Linked DNA regions of Zea mays: region 1 is linked to region 2. The links are chromatin contacts, called in public Hi-C maps. All regions are on one chromosome and are shown on one strand. The core of a region is the stretch at or near the end of the contact, and the rest is flanking DNA. Distances in the headings are between cores, read along the strand shown.

Region 1 (3,725 bases), core at 216-2,715, 500 kb before region 2:
TAAGCACATATCCACCCAATTTAAGTGCCCAACCACCCCGTTCACTAGTCTGTCGCTGCCCTCCCACCCCTATGACTCCGCCTCCTCCTCTCCAGCGCGCCTTCGCCATAGGACCACAAGTTTGCTCGACATCTCGATTGCCCAACCTTTGTCCCTTCCCCACCCTAGTGCCAATGGGTATAGGATGATCATGCTTTTCTTGTTGGGATAAGGATCTATTAGGAACTTGATACCCATGATGAATATGCGTATGAGGATGTGGATACATATATCTCTATGGGATGAGAATGGGGTGTCCAAACTCGATGAAAAATTTCTCATTCACATCTCTATGTTCAACGGAGCAAGCGAACCCAATGTGTCCTATGAACCTAGTCGTACGGGTGGGCTTTCGAGTTACCCGAAAATTCAAGTCGAGTCATTCGGGTTTTAAAAAACCATTACCCGAAGTGTACCCAAAATAAGCGGGTACACGAAATTTGGGTACCCAAAAAATCGGGTTCGGGTAATCTCGATTTACCCAATCAGAGTTCACCCAATGCAATATATCACTAGATTCAACACAACATGAGGGTAATAAATAATTAACTTACAACATCAATAGACCACCTCAATTGCACAAGTATCTCAACTTCACAATTCACACATTACAAATTAAATCCGTAGTGTTAGCAGTGCCACATCACATGTTACTTGATACAGAACAAAACTTGCAGTCCAGTATAATAGAAACATAAATGATTGAACTAGAACTAATAGAAGTCTGCACATGCAAACATAATACATTAGATAATCATTGAAGAGTCCGCATAAAGTCATCAGTCCATATAAGCATATATTATATGTCATAAATACTATATAATTTTGGATAATTCGGGTATCCGAATATGTTAACTGATTTAGGGCCTGTTTGTTTACCCCCAGATTATATAATCTGGATTAAATAATTCTAAGATGCAAACAAACAGTCTAGCTTATTTGCCTAGATTATATAATCTAACCCCTTGGATTATGATAATCCATAAGCAAGTGAGGAGGTGCTTATTTCAGATTATTTTTTCTCACTTCCCCACTACCCTTTCAAGTTTCCTAGAAATTACCCACCATTGTCATTATAATCTACCGAATCGTTTTTGCGCCTATCGGATCGAAGAAGCCCGCCGTCCAACAGAAACACGTCAAATAATCTGGGTAAACAAACAAGACTACTCAGATTATATAATCCAAATTATATAATCCAGATTATATAATCCTTCAAAAATAATCCAGATTATATAATTCATTGGGGTAAACAAACAGGCACTTACTCAATATAATTTTGGGTTCCGATCTTTGGTTAATTCAGGCTTGGATAAATTGGGTACGGTTAATGGATCGGTTTTTTACCCACCTGGGGCCTGGGGGCCACACGAAAGCTACTAGCAACATCTGGTTCCACTCTCGCCGGCATCTCCCCCACCCATCCCCAAGTCCAGCACACACCCGAAGCGCCGCCGCTAGGGTTTGGTCCGACAGCCGCGAAACCTAGACTTTACTGCTCCGACAGGCTGCCATTCACTAATCTAGCTAGCTCCGGTTGGGAGCTAGGGTTTAGCTGAGCTTCGGGTCGCGGCGGTGCGGCATGGCGGGGTACGGGGAAGAGAACCAGAACACCATGAGCGGGTACGAGGAAGAGGAGGAAGAAGAGGTTGAAGAAGTCGAGGAGGTGTACGAGGAGGAGGAGGAGGAGGAGGAGGAGGAGGAGGAGGAGGACGGGGAGGGGGAAGCGGACGAGGGGGCTGTAGCCTCCGAGCCAGCGGCGATGGCGGCCGAGACGAGAAGCGTTGTTGGAGGCCGGGGCTTAGCGAAGGCCGTTGGGAATGTTGATACCGGTGGCGAGGATGGGAGGGATGCAGATTCCAGTGGCGGTGACGCCTCGGGGTGAGTTCCTTGGTAATTGGTATCTAGGTTTTTCGTATGGTACGGTCTGTTGGAATGGATTAGGTGTGGCTGATAGTTTTGGTTTGGTGCATCCTCGTATGTGCTTTTGCAGGAAGATTTTCGTAGGGGGTGTAGCTTGGGAGACAACTGAAGGTAGTGAGCAGTTCTTTTGGGATCTAACTATGAGGCTATTTTAGTTTATATCAAGTAAAATGTTGTACACCACACGATATATTCTGGGTAAACAACACAGTAGAAAGGCAAATTAGTTCTTAGCTGTTTTGAAGGGTAGGCCTGGTGCAGTGGTGAAAGCTGTCTCATTGAGTCACCAGACTGTGGGTTCAAAGCAGATCTCCGCATTTGTGGAAGGCTTGCCTCGGGTTATCCCTTCTCTAGACCCCACTCACATGAGAGCCTCTGACACTGGGTCTGCCCTGTTTTTTGTTAGCATAAAAGGAAAAAAAATACACTGCAAGGTGTCGTGCTGCAAAAGATGTAGTTTTTTTCTTTCTGTTTTCATGTGTTACTGATAAAGTTCTGCATTGGGTTGGTTGAGTCATTGATGCACTATGAACTTGCTTAGGTAGGATAGTGTATGTGGTAAAAGCTTAGAATTGGGAGCTACTGCTACCTCCATTATATTGATGGAAGCAAGCCTAGAGTTTGTATATGTCCCTCCATTGTATTTATGGAAGCATGCCTATACTTTGTTTTCTTGTTGGTGTATTCTGAATAGTAATATAAAACATTACTGTTTGATATTTGTTGCTTTGTGACAGCCTACTTAATGGATTTCAGAAACATAGTCATTCTCAACATTTAGGTTTTTTTAGGACAGCTGCTACACAATCTTTGTCTAATTACTAAACTGATTATGAGATGATGTTCCATGTTTGTCTGCTCCATTGTTTTTCATGCTGATGAGCTACCTTTTGTGCTGCGATGATCATATTAATACCAGTCATGTTAAATAAACTGTTAATCTATATGCTTTATTTTGTGTAATTATTCTGGAACTGTATGTCATTTGATCAATACAGATTGGGCTTCATTTGGTGTATTGATAGGAGTGATTCTGCTTTTATCTGTTTGATAACATAGAAATAATAATTGTGACTCTGTGCATAGATGTGTGAACTAGAAAACAGGAAATGACTTTCGTTTTAATAATTTAAGGACATGTAGTTGAACTGGAAAATATAAGTCTTTTATTTGAGAATTGAATGGCAAGTAAGTGTGTGTTTGCATTGATGTTCTAGAATTATTTGTCAGTTTTGTGTTCCTAACTTCGGACCATAGGAGTGTCATGGTCTTTAATGTCACAATATTAGTTTGCAATCTCATGTGGGTATTTATCTGTAGCTTAACTACAGTTGTCTTTGAGATGAACCTTTCCCATTAATAATCCTGCAAGCCTACTCCAAAACTGTATGTGAACCTTTTAGGAGTCATGTTTCTCATTCATACTTTATTGAGTGATCCGTAGCGCCAAGTATCTGCAGCTATAAAAGAAACATTAGAATATAGATTGCTGATCTCATGTAGCAATACATTTTTGTTGTACTGTGATAACTTTTTTATTTTGCTTATCTTTCGTTATATGTTCCATTTGCATGTGCAGAAACATTCACAAAGCATTTTCAGAAGTATGGAGCTATAACTGATTCTGTGATCATGAAGGACAAGCATACTAGGATGCCTCGCGGATTTGGATTTGTTACATTTTCCGATCCATCTGTGCTTGACAGGGTTCTAGAGGATGAACATGTCATAGATGGAAGAACAGTAAGGCTTCTATGTTCGTT
Region 2 (3,553 bases), core at 736-3,235:
CGCTAGTATTTTTACCGAGGTATTTGGAACCACGCAAGGTTCCGCCTATCCTCATTGGTGCCCCTACGCAAAGGGAAGCCCACGCGAGGGCCAAGCACCACGGTCGAGTAACTCCGTAGAGAGCCACAGGCCTTCTCCACACGCAAGTGGTGCTTCACTTCCGGCTCCTCTCGGATGGTCCCTGTCGTTTCCACTATCGAGCTTTCGGCCAAACCGTCGCGAGCCTCGTTCCCTCTAGTACATGGTGGCAGCCATGACACAAACTCGGTTGGCACGGTCTCACAAGACTCTTGCCCCACTCGATATAATTACAATGGCTCACGCAAGAGCCGAGGGGTTGTGTGGTTTTTCTAAACTCACTCAACTGACTAGGATTCACCTAGAGCAAGCGCTAATGCGATCTAACTAACTTAAGCACTTCGCAAAGCACCTACGCTAATCACCGAGTGATTCTATTAAGCACTTGGGTGTTTGCGCACTTGGAAATGTCTACAATATGCCTTGGTATGTTGCTTAGGCTCCCACACCTCCAAATGGCTGGTTGGGGGTATTTATAGCATTCCCCCACAATTATAGTCGTTGGACACAAGCAGCAACTTTTTTGTCGACGGGCGCACCGGACAGTTCGGTGCACACCGGACATCCACTATTCACTGTTCGATGTCCTGGCCACGTCAGCCGACCGTTGGATCCGAACGTTACCCAGACAGTCCGGTGCTACAGCCCGAGGGCGCCTCGCTGCGGGCCCCTCTGCACAGATTGTCCGATGTCCCACCGGACAGGTTACTGTTCACTGTACGGTGCACCACCAATGCACTGGCTGACTACCCACTTCATGGATTCCTTTACTGATTCCTTGGGCTTCTTTTGTTCTTGAGTCTTAGACTTCTATGCTCTTTTTATGTCTTCTTTTGAGGTGTTGCTTCCTTAGTGTCTTAGTCCAATCATCTTTGCATCCTGTGAACTATAAATACAAACACTAGCAAACGCATTAGTCCATAGGTTATGTTGATCATCAAACATCAAAACCTTTTGAGCCAAATGGCCCGAGGTCCATTTTCCTTACAGCGACGACGACGGTTGACAACAGACATGGTGGAGGTGATCTCCTGTATCAAGGATTGGGAGTTGGCTAACCATCACAAGCAAGATATTGTGGAGAAGGAAACCAATGACCTTGAAGCAACTTTTGAGGCTATGTACCTAGATGATGAGCAGCGAGTATCACCAGGGAGCAAAAGAAAGGAACAAGGAGGACGAGGAGATAAGAGAAACGAAGCAGGATTACAAAGTTCAAGAAGCAAACAACCTTGAACTTATTCTCTCTTTCTGTTTCTACCTATTTATGTTCTCTTATCTGTAATATGATCATATGGAATGTGGACAGAAGTATGACCTTATAAACTATTTAAGGAGTTAGTTGTACTCTTTTCCTTCCTAGGATTTTCTCACAATGTGTGAGTTTTTTTTACCTAGGAAGGTTTTTAATTAGGCAACATTGAACTAAGGCTACAAAACATTTAACGACTATATTGTTGCCTATTTGCCTTGTTCTATGTTGGTTTGAATGTCTAGTTAGTTAATGGATTGAATTTATGTTAAGTTTTGATGCGAATAGATGAAATTTCTATTAAATGTGATGTTTTCTATGTATTTGGTTTCTGGGCCCGAGTTCAAGTTAGAGAAAATCCCTTCAATGTCATTCAAACTTATACTAATCCCTTCAATACCATCAGAATTTATAGCTTCCCTTTAATACCATCAAATTTAAATTTTAATCCTTTAAATGTCATTACCGTTAGTTTGAAGTTAACGCCGTTAGTTCAATTTAAAGTCAATCTCTCCGATGCCATTAAAATCTATATTGATCCCTTTAAGCCTCTCGCTGCTCGCTGGGTGGCAGTTCCGCTATGTGGTGTTGGCCCTGGCCGCCCGTAATGTAACGATCCACCCGTGCGTAAGCGCTTACGTTGTTCGCAAAGTCGTACCAGTAAAATGTACAGCCATCGAGCGTGACGTGCGGACAACTGCCTCCTTGCGTGGACGCTGGACAGAAAAGGGACGGCGATTGATGGCAGGAAAGGAACAGATTTGGCGCGTCGCCCGTTGTTTTTGGTGCCCCACGCACGAACGAAGACCCGAGCCGTGAGCGGCGACTCGACTAGCTCAGAGCAAATATACCGAATTTTTGTATTTTGAACTTTTTTTCCAAAAAACAATTATGTTTAGACCCCTTAACAACTTATTTTTATGTTTAGACTCTTGCTCGGTGCCGTATATGGATTGTAAGGGGCTCTTGTTCCTACGTGAGATTTACAAAGATCAATTTTAGTGAAATAGTGGCTTGTTTGAGATTTATTCTAGAGTGATTCCAATGGGCCATACGTGGGTCTTGGCTTATTACACTAATAAACATATGAATCGTCTGAACTAGGACGATAGGTTGTCGGTAAGCAACCAGAGATATATATTGGGTCTACCTCTTGCCCTATGTGGTTTACATTCAAAGTCATTCTTGTTATTACTTCTTATTGTGTTACATTATTACATGAACTTGTGTATATTGGTATTAGTTCTTGCTAGTAGCTTTCTTATTGTTATCATTTTGTTACTAAGCAAGCAACATGCTAGAACTAGATCTAGAAATAAGTTTCTATATTGTCTCTAGTTCTAGTGATAGTCCTTTGTTAGAAAAAAAATTATATACCGTTCATCCCCCTCTAACCATCAAGATCATATCAATTTGTCTCCCTCAAAGACGCGAGAAAGTCTATCTCCACCAAACATCTTAACTGTAGGCAGTAAAGTCGAATTTAATAAGCACAAGGCACTAATACCAATTAAAAGGATCAAGATGCTCAAGGGGAAGAGTGAATTGGGTTTCTCTAAAAATATGCACAAATTAAAACTTATAATCAAGATCAAGTTCAACCCTTATGCATATTTGTGTAAATAAAAGTTTTGCGCCCTTTTCAATCCTATGCTATAATTGCAACGCTAGTAATGTAAATGATTAAAAATAATTGCTCAAATATAAATGTTTAATGTAAAGAAAGGATTAAGAATGTCTCGATATTTTGATAAGATATCAGAGAGTTGACACTCTCCACTAGTCCTTGTTGAAGCACCCACGAAGAAGTGTCGCACCCCCTTGGCCTGTGCAAGGACCAAGTGTTTTCTATGAGCTAGTTCTTCGTCTCTTCAACATGGTAAACCGCTCACAACCGTATACAAACTTAAGTTAGATCACCCACAAGCTCTCTAGATGGTCGTTGCACTCCTGATTGCTATCGAACCATCTAAATGACGCCAATCATCAAGAGTAACAAGCACAAACTTCTCACTTAACCTTATCAAGGCTAATGAGAATAATGGGCACGCACTAGCTACTCTCAATGTGTTAATGAGACTGCTAATCAAGTGATTATCAACTATAGTCTCTCACTAGGCAAAGTCTCTTGCTCACACTCAAATAGGTTTCTTCAGCTGTTAGAATGGCTAGAATGGATGAATTGGGGTGTATTTATAGCCTCTAAGCTACCAACTAGTCATT

What was found. Hi-C and Micro-C count contacts between places; a contact is called where the count stands out from the background.
Region 1: a Hi-C map of bundle sheath shows a contact between it and region 2, with 2.2 times the contacts expected there. The contact joins the promoter of LOC100279268 here to the enhancer-like site in region 2. A contact is called at or near these places in 3 of 25 Hi-C or Micro-C datasets (bundle sheath, leaf mesophyll and tassel).

What each region holds. Positions count from the first base shown.
Region 1 is chr6:114,603,999-114,607,723 of Zm-B73-REFERENCE-NAM-5.0, reverse strand. LOC100279268 (RNA-binding (RRM/RBD/RNP motifs) family protein) reads left to right here and starts at 1,465. Exons shown (of 6, transcript NM_001152289.1): 1 at 1,465-1,920; 2 at 2,033-2,073; 3 at 3,542-3,705. The coding sequence starts at 1,622.
Region 2 is chr6:114,101,568-114,105,120 of Zm-B73-REFERENCE-NAM-5.0, reverse strand. No RefSeq gene overlaps it. Among protein-coding and RNA genes, the nearest start is that of LOC100272642, 19 kb to the right of the region's middle. Within about 2 kb of position 1,985, at least 18 of the 20 cell types and tissues checked have an H3K27ac peak or open chromatin away from gene starts, as enhancers often do. A contact at or near this core is called in bundle sheath, leaf mesophyll and tassel, where this site is marked.